Linked DNA regions of Mus musculus: regions 2 and 3 are each linked to region 1. Evidence: chromatin contacts called from public promoter capture Hi-C data. All regions are on one chromosome and are shown on one strand. The core of a region is the stretch at or near the end of the contact, and the rest is flanking DNA. Distances in the headings are between cores, read along the strand shown. Region 1 holds the start of Gpr82 (G protein-coupled receptor 82). Region 2 has its middle 33 kb from the start of AA414768. Region 3 holds the start of Med14 (mediator complex subunit 14).

Region 1 (4,046 bases), core at 1,385-3,884:
TGATTTTTAAAGGCACATGATTTCTCTATTTTCACCATTGACTTTTGGGGCACCATATTTTGCACACTTTTATGATTTATAGGAGAGTTTCTTAATCTTTTGTTAACCATCTTCTCTCTTTTGATGATGAACATAAAAAGGTTTTTCCACAGAGCATCTTCTGATCTCTGCCCTTTCAGGATTGTATTCTCTACCCCACTTCAGCATCTTGGTCTTATTATTTTCTGCATCTTGAATTGCTTTAAAATTACATTGGATTTTATTAAAAATGAGGATCATTTCATAATACATTATCATTCTGAAACAACTTTTAAGCCAATCTCTTACCTAAATACTTAAAAATTTTCTGCATTCAAGTACTGAGACCCTTTATCAAGGTCTGCCACTATCTTCACTTTATTTCTTTACAATTTTTATTCAGAAACTGCATCATATGTTTCAGAGTGCCTTTATGGATAGGAGTTGTAGATACTCTTAATATCAAACCTTAATCTGTAACCTTGCTGATTTCAAAATTAGGCAAATAACAATTGAAATGAACCAGTTCACTTATTAAGAAAAATCCCCAGCCGGGATGTGGTGGTGCACCCTTTAATCCCAGCACTCGGGAGGCAGAGGCAGGCGGATTTCTGAGTTCAAGGCCAGCCTGGTCTACAGTGTGAGTTCCAAAACAGCCAGAGCTACACAGAGAAACCCTGCCTCAAAGAAAGAAAGAAAGAAAGAAAGAAAGAAAGAAAGAAAGAAAGAAAGAAAGAAAGAAAGAAAGAAAGAAAGAAAGAAAGAAAGAAAGGAAGGAAGGAAGGAAGGAAGGAAGGAAGGAAAAGAGGAGGGGAGGGGAGGAAAGGAAAGGAAAGGAAAGGAAAGGAAAGGAAAGGAAAGGAAAGGAAAGGAAAGGAAAGGAAAGGACAGGACAGGACAGGACAGGACAGGACAGGAAGAAAGAAAGGTCCCCTTCTGTTCAAAAGAAATGTTGGTTTTACTGAAGGGCCAAAGCTTTTTTTAAGAGATGAAGCTTCTTTTATGCAAAGCTTCCAGTAGCCTCTGCCTCATAGAGATAATGCATTCCATGCTGAAAGCAGCAGAGGTTCCTCTATGAATATCAGTAGCAACTATTCCCTAATGAAAGAAGAGCAGAATACTATTACTTAGATGTTAGGTGATGGTGAGTCTCTATAAAACAAATAACAACTCACTCCCCATCTTCAGCTTCCCAAATTCATGCCCCATTCAGTAACAGCCTTTGATTCAAAAGCTACTAGAAATTTAGTTTTAAAAATTTGTAAAATGCAATTAAACTTGAGAAGGCAAATAAAAGTGAGTCTTACAGAATTGCTTCCAAGGATATCTCTCCAAGTGTACATTCTCCTCAGCAGAATGTCTGTGTACACACTGTGCTAATTTGACAAATGAGAAAACTTGTACAACTCTAGCAGTTACTTGTGGCTATTTAAACACTTCTTGAGCTGACTACCTTATTTAATGATCAGATTTCACAATTCAAATAGTTTAGTCCTTTTAGACACTTACAAAGTTAACCTTTAAGCTAAAACTGAGCCCCCCCCCAAAAATCATCCTTACCTGTCTGAGTAGCTTATGCTCATTGACTGTTTCACACTCACAGTTCTCTGATCTTCACTCTTCCAGTATCCTTAATCAGTATGAGTAGAGTCTTGCATGACACCAAGTACAGTGGGGAGAAAAAGGGAAATTAGATTGTTGAAGAAAGTCAACAGTTACAGTAAATATAACCAGTACCTCCTTAAAAAAAAAAAAACAAACACAACCCTCATTTCTCTATTTCTTTAGTGGGAGGAAGTTAGTGGGTAATACATATATTTAGTATAAATATGTACTGTATAAATAAATATATATGTAGTATACTTATGATGATTTCATGAAGTAGTTAGCTTTATTGTTGTGATTGGCTGAAGTTGCATTTCTAAGGTTTAATCACACATAGCTAATTATTTTTCTGTGAGCATAGTAAAAGGAACTTCTTTCCAGTAACTCAATAAAATACCAACATAAATTTGTCTCTAAACTTCACTACAAAATCATTTGTGAACAGCTTCTTTGCAATCCATCTTTTCTAAGAGTAGAACAAAACAAAACTTGAAGTTTTCTTATTTATACCGGCTTGCTCAAATCAAATATCACTAGGCTGGATTAAAATTCATGCTCATCAGTGGTCTCTGCTGTTTTAAGATTGAAAAAAACTGATGCCCAGAGATGCTTGCTCTCTGTGTGCTCAGAGTATATATAGGGACTAGAACCCAGTTTGGTTACTAATAAACAACTTTTCTCTACTTCTAATTGGCATGTTCTACCTCCATTTGGAGTTGTAATAATGAGTACATGAGTTAGAACATTTTATGATGGATTTTGGAGGTAGCAAATGTGTTTCAAAACAAATTAATAGTTATAGCATGTAGTCTGAACTGACCATAACCGAAGGCTAAATGTGCATTTAGCACTGACCACTGAGCAACCTGCATCCCCAGCCCAGTTCTGCCAATTCTTGTTTCCAAACCCAAGTCCACCTCATTTGCTTACCACTCGTCTAGTACGTAGATGATGAGAAGTTGGGCTTACTCAAAGATTGATCCTGAGAAGCTGGAGAGGGCAACCATCAGCAAAGCTCTGTCTTGGAGAATTGGGTTATAAGAAGGGTAGGAAAGCCTGGGTTATACAGTCGAACGATGGGCAGGAGGCTCTGTGCCCATTCCCCTGCCCGCCTCTGGCTAGAACTGTAATCAACCTTGACCTTCTGAAAATAGCTACAAACACATTAGTTATCTACAAGTTAACCTCCACAGCAATTTGTATGCTTTGTGTTAACTGATGCAGGGGATTAAAAGAACAAGGAGAGCTGCACATTCAGATGTTATCAGAAAGTCACCAGGAGTTGGAGGTGGGGGTGCCAATAAATCCACAAATTGTTTGGCAATTAACATTTTTGTCATTTAGGTGAGCTCTTCTTTAGCACAAAGGTAACTTCTGGAGAAGGAAAGGGGAAGGCACATAATTTCTCCCTACTGTCCCACTGTGTGTTCATTGTGGCCCATCTCCAGGATGTTTGCATAGCCGGCAAGCCCTTTCCTAGACCTGAGTTCCCCAAGATGGACAATTCCTTAAAATGGTGGCCATTGCTCCATTCTCAGACCATTTTGGATTTCACTATCATACATTTTCCTTAAACAGTACAGTTCACTCAAATATTTATTGGAGTTTCTACTACATTTCTAGTAGCACATGGAGGTCCCAGAAGTATAATGCTAACCACAAACTAGAGTGTCTTCAAATCCAAGGAAGATGTAGATGTGATGTGTCTGAGAAATAAAAACTTAGTGAGTTGGTAAATCACAATGGTTCATTAAAAGAACTGAAAGGGAAGAACAGAGAATGTGTGATAGATGGTGGTGGAAAATGAGGCTCGGGGAAGAAACGACTCAAGTGAGACGACTAGGTAAATACTATAAAAGATTTTCTAAGACAGTAAACAATACTCTCCAGTAGTAGAAAAAAGTAATGGCAGGAAATACTAAGCTAACAAAAATATTCCTTGTCATGGAGCTATTTCAAGAATATCAAACCAAGTTGCAAGTTCTCTAGGACATAGTGTGCCCCTTTGGACTTCGGGATCACAAATTTTCTCTGGCTCTTTGTGTTCTCATCTTTCTCCTCTTCAGAGTGCGGTTTCCTTTGTCCACATGTAAATCTCCTTATCTGATTACTTCTCAGATCATCTGCCCAAGCACTCTCCAGTACATACTCTTCTGATCCTTCTGATCTGCCTCAGGTGATGGTTTTAAATCTGGCCCCTGGAATTCCTTTGGAGTATTTTAGTAAGAGTGATCCAAAAGGAAAGCTCATTCAGTTTTGCAGCCCATGGTGAGCTGTTGTTACTACCTCTATCAACTTTGAGGGGTGGGTTTGAGGGTCACTTACCAGTTTCCCTCAAAACCAAAAGCAGGAGGACATGAGATACCTTAGACTTATCTGAACTTGTGTGTTTCAAATGGGAACTTACTTTTTGGCTCTCCAAG
Region 2 (4,407 bases), core at 1,905-4,404, 760 kb after region 1:
TTCATTTAGATTTCCTAAATTGGTAGAATGCAGGTTTTTAAAGCATGATCTTATGATTCTCTGTATGTTCTTGATGTTTGTTTTATGTCTTCCTTTTTATCTTTAATTTTGTTCATTTAGATCTTCTCTCTTTATGTTTTAGTTAATTTAGATAAGGATTTGTCAAGCTTACTGATTCTCTCAAAGAACCAACTCTTGGTTTTATTGATTCTTTGTGTTGTTTTTTGTTTGTTTGTTTGTTTCTATCTTATTGATTTCAGTCTTAGCTTGACTATTTCCTGCAGTCTACTCCTCTTGGGTGTGATTTCTTCTTTATGTTCTAAAGCTTTCAGGTGTGCTATTATGTTGCTAGTATAAGATCTCTCCAATTTTTTTAAAGTTTTTTTTCATTTATTTATTTACTATATGTAAGTACACTGTAGCTGTCTTCAGACACACCAGAAGAGGGCATCAGATCTCATTACAGATGGTTGTGAGCCACCATGTGGTTGCTGGGATTTGAACTCAGGATCTTTGGAAGAGCAGTCGGTGCTCTTACTCACTAAGCCATCTCACCAGCCCCTCCAATTTTTTAGTAGGCACTTAGTGCTATGAACTTGCCTTTTAGACTCCTTTTCATTGTGTCCCATAGCTTTGGGTATACTGTATATTCACTTTCATTGAATTCTAGAAAGTCTTTCATTTCTTTCTTAATTTCAGTCTTGACCCATTTTTTAATCAGTAGAGAGATTTTCAGTTTCCATGAGTTTGTAAGTTTTCTGTTGTTCCTGTTGTACATATCTAGCTTTAATCTGTGATGGTCTGATAGTATGCAAGGTGTTGTTTCAATTTTCTTGTATCTGTTGAGACTTGCTTTGTGTCTGAGGATGTGGTCAGTTTGGGAGAAAGCTCTATGAGGTGCTGAGAAGACTACAGTGTTTGGGTGAAATGGTCTGTAAACATCTTTTGGGTCCATTTGGTTTATGACGTCAATTAGCATTTCTCCTGGGGTTTTGTTTTATTTATTTATTTTTGTCTGTATGACCTGTCTATTGTCAAGAGTGGAGTACTAAAGTCTCCTACGGTCCGTGTGTGAGCATCAGTATGTGATTTAAGCTGTAGTTTTGTTTCCTTTATAAATTTGGGTGCCCTTCTGTTTGGGGCATAGATGTTAAGAACTTCAATGTTTTCTTGTTGAATTTTCCCTTTAAGAAATTTTCTTCTATAAGGACCTGCAATGTTTAAATTCAAAGTTTCTTTTTAGAGCTGCTTTATCCATTTCCCATTGTTTGTTTTCATAGATTTCTTTAAGGGTTTTCTTCATTTCCTCTTTAAGGACTTCTATCATATCCATAAAGGCTATTTTAAGGCTCTTGTCTTGTGCTTCAACTATGTTGCATTTCCCAGGGCCTGTTGTGGTAGAGTTGCTGGGCTCTAGTGGAGACATATTATCCTGGCTGTTATCAATAGAGTTTTTATGCTGGCATATAGGCATCTGGGTTTGGGATAATTGTAATTCTGGGTGTTAATACCTGGTCTTGTCTTTACTGGGTAAGTGTTTTTTCTCTTGGTTTCCATTGTCCTCTCTGGTCCTTAGGAGGGTGTGGTGGCTATATGTTGCCTGGTTGAGAATTCTTCTAGAATCCTGCCAGGTGTGGCAATGGTTTCAGGTATAATGTATTCCTAGTTACTGGGAGCTGACACATAGGAAGGGTGATGGGCTAGGAGCCGGGCTGAGGGGTCCACAAGAGGGAAGTATTACAATTATCCCATCTCACTGGGCCCATTTCTTACTTTTTTGAGAATGTTGAGATAATTGAAGTTTCTCTATGTCTATGTCTATGTCTTTGTCTTTGTCTCTCTCTTCTGGATCCACATTGAATGATTCACTTAATAGTTCAGAATCTTGGGCTGGAGAGATGGCTCAGCAGTTAAGAGCACTGACTGCTCTTCCAAAGGTCCTGAGTTCAAATCCCAGCAACCACATAGTGGCTCAAAACCATCTGTAATGGTATCTGACTCCCTCTTCTGGTGCATCTGAAGACAGGTACAGTGTACTTACATATAATAATAAATAAATCTTTAGGCTAGAGTGAGCAAGGCTGACTGAAGCAAGCAGAGGTCCTGAATTCAAAATTCCCAGCAACCACATGATAGCTCACAACCATCTGTACAGCACAGCTACAGTGTACTCATATACATAAAATAAATAAATAAATCTTTGAAAAAAATAGTTCAGAATCTTACTTCGTAAAACTGGGACTGGACTGGGCTGGAAAAAAAAACATTCACCTCTTACCACAAAGAGGATGGAGCTAAAGACATATTTTATAGACAAACTTGTATTATATTTCCCTCCACATTCATTCATAAGAGCCATCTCATTCAAATAACAATGTTTTTGAAAATTATTTCTCACTTCAATGTCACAGCAATAATTTCATGTATGTTCTTTTTTTTAAAAAGGACTTTTTTATGTTTGCTTTCCCTGCATGAGTGTTTGTCTAAATGCTTGTTTATGTACCATGTCCATATGCACCTGTCCAATAAGGTCAGAAGAAGGTTTCAGATCCTCTGGAAGTGGAGCCACCGTGTCGGTTCTGGGAATTGAACCCTGGTACTCTGCTAGAACAATAAATGGGCCTTAAATACTGAACTCCTCGTGTAACTTCTAGTCTTTGTTGGGTTTTATGTAGGTGGATATAGTAGAGATCATGATGCACCTTGGCTTTCAAAGCATGGTAATATGCTCTATGATATTCCCAATATCTTCTACTAACATATTCCTATCCACACAACTTGTGGGTAACTGAGCTAAACCTGCCCATTGATAGGCAGTAAGTGCCCTCTGGCAGAGTGATGGGAACACTTGTTTTTCTATTTCTCTTTAGCTCCAAGGTTCTCACCCTGTGGGTTGTAACCCCTTCAGAAGTTGAATGATCTTTTCATAGGAGTCACATATCAGATATCCTGCACAGGGCACAGGAACTCTATGAGAGAGTCAATTAAGGCCCAGCACAGAGTAGTTGAAGCAGCGTGACATGGGTCTGGAGGAGCAGTAGCAAAATTACAGTTAGGAAGTTACAATAAAATAATGTCATGGTTGGGGTCACACCATGAGGAAGTGTGTTAAAGGGCCGCAGCCTTAGGAAACTTGAGAACAGCTGCTTTGGCTGGACTCCTCGCCTCTTCCAGGCCTAGAACGTCAGCCTTGAGCAAAAGTGGAAGCCTCTAGAGCCAAGCCTCCATTCTCTTTTCAGTCTGCCTCTGCCTCTTTTCTTGGAGAACGTTGGCATCTAATGTCTCCTCGGGCACTCACTGACTGCATTTATGGGAGTAGAAAACCACTCACAGAGCAATCTCATGGTCTGAGAAAGGGAACCCCTTTTAAGGCAGAATGGTGATCCAGAATGAAGGAAGGCAGCAAACCTGTTCTTAAGAAGGACCCACTGTCAAGGAGCTCACATTTCTGGCTTCATTCTAGGCAGTACTCTTCCAGTTATGTTCAGGCTGCCCTACCTCTGCCTAGCACAATAAAGGGTACTTGGGCTTGCCATCAATAGCTCTTGTTAGACAAGCCATCTGTATCATTCCAGGTTCTGGCACGAAACAGATGGTACTCTCTGATTGGGTAAAATGAGATGAGTTTAATAAAGAGACTATTTACGAAGGCAGATCAGGGTGTATGGAAACCACAGGCCAGAAGGGGTAGAAGAAGGAAGCAATTACTGGAAACTTGAGAGAGAGAGAAGCCTGTGAAGAGGGCCTCTTGACAAGACTTGTGGCTTCTGGTTCAAAGCTGTAGCTGGCTAGCCCTCAAGGAGGCATTTGTGGGAAATACATATGCTTTTACCTACTGGCTCCTAGAGTTGGCCAGGATCACCTGGAGGGTAGAGGGCACAGGAACTCTATGAGGGAGTCAATTGGAGCCCAACATAGAGCAGTTGAAGCAGGGTGACATGGGTCTGGAGGAGCAAAGGGCAGTCACAGAACATGCCAGTCAAGTTTGGAGATAGTCTGCTGTGGTCCTTGCACAGGGCTGTTGCTCTCAACACTTTTTGGAGAATGAGTCTTTCTAGCCAGAGATAGGAAAGCCTACCTAGTCTTCTTTCTAGCGTTTGGGCTCTTGAGTGTTCTTTCTCCTCCATCCTTCATTGTCTACAAAAGGCAATTGCATTAGTTACCTTTCTGTTGCTGTGATAAGAATAGCCTGACAAACGCACCTTTGGGAAGGAAGGGCTTATTTTGACTCTCTGTTTGAGGGTACAGTCTATCACAGTGAGGCAGGCATGGAAATAGGAGACCAAAGCAGTGGGTCATGTACCTACAGTCAGGGAAAAGAGAATAATAAATGCTAGTACTTGTCTGGTTTTCTCCTTTTTATGCAGTCCAGGACTTAAGCCTAGGGAATGGTGCTGCCCACTTTCA
Region 3 (4,195 bases), core at 1,177-3,676, 900 kb after region 1:
GCCATCTCACCAGCCCTATTTTTAATTTTTGAGACAGGGTTTCTCTCTGTAGCTTTAGCTGTCCTGGAACTCATTCTGTAGACCAGGCTGGCTTTGAACTCAAAGAGATCTGCCTGCCTCTGTCTCCTGAGTGCTGGGATTAAAGGTGTGTACCATCACCACCATGCTAATGCTTTTTTATTTTTGAGGCAGGTTCTCATATACTCTACACTGGCTTTGAACTCATTAGGGCGTTGAGAGCATCTTTAGCTCCTGGTCTTCCTGCCTCTAATTCCAAAGTGTTTCAATTACAGCACTACACTGGACAAATACAGCATTATCCATAATAACCAAGATACAGAAATAACCTGTGTTTATCATGGAGAGAAATCAAATGGATAGAAAAGATGTAGCTGAGTGGCAGAGAATGATAGGCATAGCTCTATCGAGGTCCTGTGGTTTATCTTCAACACACCCACAAAAAAAATGTGTGTGTCTCATCATGTACAGTGTCCTAGCATTCAGGAGTGAGGCAGGGGGGATTTAGCTTACAGTCAGTCTGAGTTATACTGTGAGACTGTAGACATGTCTATTATATATCATACACAATGAAATGTCACCTGCAACAACATGTATGGATCAAGAGGACATTACATATTGTCAAATAAGACAGGCACACAAAGCCAGTATCTCTTCTCACTTCAAGTGGAATCTTAACAAGTCCAATTCACTAAAGCAACAGTAAATAATTTTTATCAGATGCTGAGGGCAGAGAAAAGGGAAATGTTGCTCAAAAGATACAATGTTTCAGTTAGGCAGCAATATGTTACATAGCGATGTTAGTTAATATCCCAGATATAGAATAACATCTCCTACAGATAAGAGTGAATTTTAGTTGGACATGAGGTGCACACCAATAATCCCAAATACTTAGGAGACTGAGGGAGGGGATCACAAGTTATCATTCTAATTTACATAGCAAGTCCCAGGTGAGCCTATGTCATTTAAGGAGAACCCAACTCAATAAAAAATAGCTGGGGATATAAAGGCAGAATGTTTGCCTACTATAGGCAAGGATTTGGTTGGATTCAATCCTTAGTCCTGCAAAAGGCAATGTTGTGGCAGGAGGTGGTGGTATATTCTAGCTGTCACCACAAAGAATAAAGTATGAGAGGTGATCAAAGTCAATGAGTCCGATTTGTTCATTCGGGAGTGTATTCATGCACTGTACCCCATAAACATATGCAATTTAACACTGTACCCCATAAATACATGATTTATCAATCTGAAAAATGGATGAGGTAGTGGAGGAGCTTGTGATCCCAATTACTTTGAGCTCAAGAGCTAAAAAATGCCAGCCCCGACAACACAGTGAGACCAAGAATCAAGAGCACTGCAATTGTACAAGTGGAGAACAAAGAGAATTGTCTAACCTTACGATCAGCATGAGCATCTGTTACACCTGCGAGAGATGAAGCTGCAAAACGATGTTTAGGTAGGGTCACAAAAATAGACGCTTTTAACAGTTAATTTTTCCGTGACTTGTGCGTGAGAATAGCTAGGTTACTAAACAAAAAACAAAAATAAACGCACACAAAAAAACTTTCGAAGCCCAGACATCACGAAAGACCAATTGCTTCCGAATCTATGGAGGTGGAGGGAACCCACAGACATGTTTAAAGGCTTGCAGTTCGTTTCAAACAGAAGCCAAGATTAGAAAACAGACAAAACATGTGGATTTTGGGAGAAAGAGGCTGTAGTTGGAAAGATGAAAACCCAGGCAGGATAGGGCGGCTACTGCAAGGGCAGGGACAAAAGCCAAGAACACCAGCAAAGGATTTAAGGACTACATGTGTTTCAATGTTGGGCTTTGGGTGACAGCAAAGGCGCGGCACACAGGAGACTGCATTCAAATGACGTTATTGTGTCGTTGCTCTTGTCCCACAATTGACAAAAAAAAAAAAGGAAAAAGGAAAAAAAGAGACTGTAACGTTTTCTCCCACGCGTCGCGCCAGGGTCGCCTATGGGCGGAGCGTGCGTTGGACAGTCACAGCGCGCGGTCGCCGCAGGCCGCCTTTTTGGGGCCCCGAGAGGAGAGACGGGTGGTTTCTCCGCCAACCCTTCTCCGTTCACCGTCCCGCTGCGGTCGCCTAGGCGGGGAAAAAGAGCGCTTAGGGACCACTGACGTTACTGTGACGCGGCCGCTGGACTGGCGGCGCGGCTTCCGGCGCCTTGCGCCCACCCCCCTTTCCGCTTTCCCGCCCACGCACCTCCTGGCTCCGCCCCTCTCCCACGCACCCCCTCCTCCTGTCCCCCAGAACAGCACAGCGCGGGGAACGGTCGCAGGTTGCCTTTGGAAAGGGCCTCCCGCGGGTTCCCCTTCCGTTCTGCCTGGCGACTTCCGCTCTCGGCCCAGCAACATGGACGCTATAACCCGCCGGCCGGGCGGCCGCTGAGCAGTCGCGGAAGCTTCCCCACTTGAGTGGCGGCCGGCCCGCCTCTCTGCCCTCCCGCCCCACGCTCGCCTCCCTGCGGCCGGCCGGCCCGGCCCTACATGGGGGCGGGCCTCCGCAGCTTGGGCTCGGCTTCCTGTTCAGAGGCGGCCTGGCGCTAGGCGGCGGCCACTCTGCCCGCGCCCGCCTCGGTGCGGTCACCGAGCCCGGGAGGAGGCTCCAGGGCCGCATCTCAGGCGGTTGCCCCGAGCCGGGCTGTACGCCGCCATGGCCCCAGTGCAGCTGGACAACCACCAGCTGATCCCTCCTGGCGGCGGCGGTGGCAGCAGCGGCGGCGGAGGCAGCAGCAGCGGCTCCGCGTCTGCCCCGGCTCCCCCGCCGCCCGCAGCCGCTGTGGCGGCGGCAGCTGCGGCGGCAGCTAGCCCTGGATACCGGCTTAGCACGCTCATCGAATTTCTGCTCCACCGGGCCTACTCGGAGCTTATGGTGTTGACGGACTTGTAAGTGCTGCGAACCCATGCCTGCTTCCCGGCTCCTCACTTGCCCTTCCCGCCTTCAAGAGAGGCTTATGCTTGCCATTTACTGAGCTAGGCTGCTGAGCGTAGAATTTGGAAATTCATGGGGTTTAGGTTCTGGGGACAGGGAGGAGGTAACTATTGGGGATCTGGTTGACGATGAAAGCACGGAGACTGGTTAGTTTCGCATGTTAACACTTGCGCTGAAGATTGTCTTTGGGATTTTTGTCTTGAGTTCCCAACAGAAGTGTATTAATTTCTATGTGGAATATTTTCTAAAAACCTAAGTCGAAGAGTAAGCATTGAGGACTACGTAGAATTCGAACTGAACGGGATTTTCAACGAAGGGAAATGTTTTACATCTTTTTTGACAATGTTTTAAATGAAGGTTGCAATTGTTTCTCTTAAAATGCCGGAGGTCGATTCTGTGTAAAACAATTACATTATAAATTCTGATTCTTTCTGCAACATTTGAAAGCGTGTTAAGTCTTTATGGATGTAGTGAAAGTAGAATACTTTTTTTCTAATGAGCCTCCGGGTTTCAGTCTAGTTACCTATGAAATGCCTTGGGGCGTGATTAGGGTGTTAATACCTTCAGAGTACAAGCCGACTACACGGATGGTTCACTATGTGAATAAAAGGTACTAGGAAAATTTGAAACTCTTTAGCATCTTCTACCTGAGGTCCATAAAAGTTTTCTTTTTACCTATTGTTAGGCTCCCTCAGGTTTCCAGGGAAATACGTTAGTATGTAGACGCTAGGATGTATCTTGCAATACTTTGTTACTGGAGAATTACATTGTACATGACTAAAAGAATTAGGGCGGGCTTCACTTACTCTTGTAAAACATTCCCTTTCAGTTTTGATGTACAATATTTTATTGAATGAGACAAAGCTTAACCTTATCAAAAGTGGTGGCGGTATTACTATTCTCCTTACTATTGAGACGGGGTCTTCCTGTGTAATCGGGCTGGTCGCTAACCTTCAGTTCTGGCTCAGCCGCTTTAGTGTTGGGATTACAAGTATGAGCCACTACACCTGGCTGAGATTTTTTTTTTTTAACACACGATTTCCTCATCTAGTAAGAGCTAGGATTACAGGTGTGTGTACGTCCCTCACCCCGTATGGCTTCTGACTGAGTGATCTGTCAAGCTTAGTTCTTGTAGTAATGTACGTATATTGCATGTGTTCATAAGAATTCAAGACAGTTTAATATATGTCCTGTGCGTAGCTGTGGTAAAAAGACTG

What was found. Promoter capture Hi-C pulls out the DNA fragments that hold promoters and counts their contacts.
Region 2: a contact with region 1 is called in a promoter capture Hi-C map of stem cell-derived epiblast-like cells, with 3 times the contacts expected there. The contact joins the enhancer-like site here to the promoter of Gpr82 in region 1. A contact is called at or near these places in 7 of 39 promoter capture datasets (the 3T3-L1 cell line, the C10 cell line, HPC-7-derived erythroid cells and 4 more) and 1 of 15 datasets of contacts at CTCF or cohesin (large pre-B cells).
Region 3: a contact with region 1 is called in a promoter capture Hi-C map of erythroid cells, with 29 times the contacts expected there. The contact joins the promoter of Med14 here to the promoter of Gpr82 in region 1. A contact is called at or near these places in 7 of 39 promoter capture datasets (the 3T3-L1 cell line, 3T3-L1-derived adipocytes, erythroid cells and 4 more) and 1 of 115 datasets of contacts at active chromatin or transcription factors (memory CD8 T cells).

What each region holds. Positions count from the first base shown.
Region 1 is chrX:13,659,951-13,663,996 of GRCm38.p6, reverse strand. Gpr82 (G protein-coupled receptor 82) reads right to left here and starts at 2,634. Exons shown (of 4, transcript NM_175669.3): 1 at 2,554-2,634; 2 at 1,579-1,669. The region is part of intron 5 of Cask (calcium/calmodulin-dependent serine protein kinase (MAGUK family)); the gene reads left to right.
Region 2 is chrX:12,901,193-12,905,599 of GRCm38.p6, reverse strand. No RefSeq gene overlaps it. Among named protein-coding and RNA genes, the nearest start is that of AA414768, 33 kb to the left of the region's middle. Within about 2 kb of position 3,154, at least 8 of the 459 cell types and tissues checked have an H3K27ac peak or open chromatin away from gene starts, as enhancers often do.
Region 3 is chrX:12,760,204-12,764,398 of GRCm38.p6, reverse strand. Med14 (mediator complex subunit 14) reads left to right here and starts at 2,426. Exons shown (of 31, transcript NM_001048208.1): 1 at 2,426-2,932. The coding sequence starts at 2,700. It overlaps Gm14634 (predicted gene 14634), which reads right to left and starts at 2,121. Exons shown (of 5, transcript NR_045852.1): 1 at 1,413-2,121.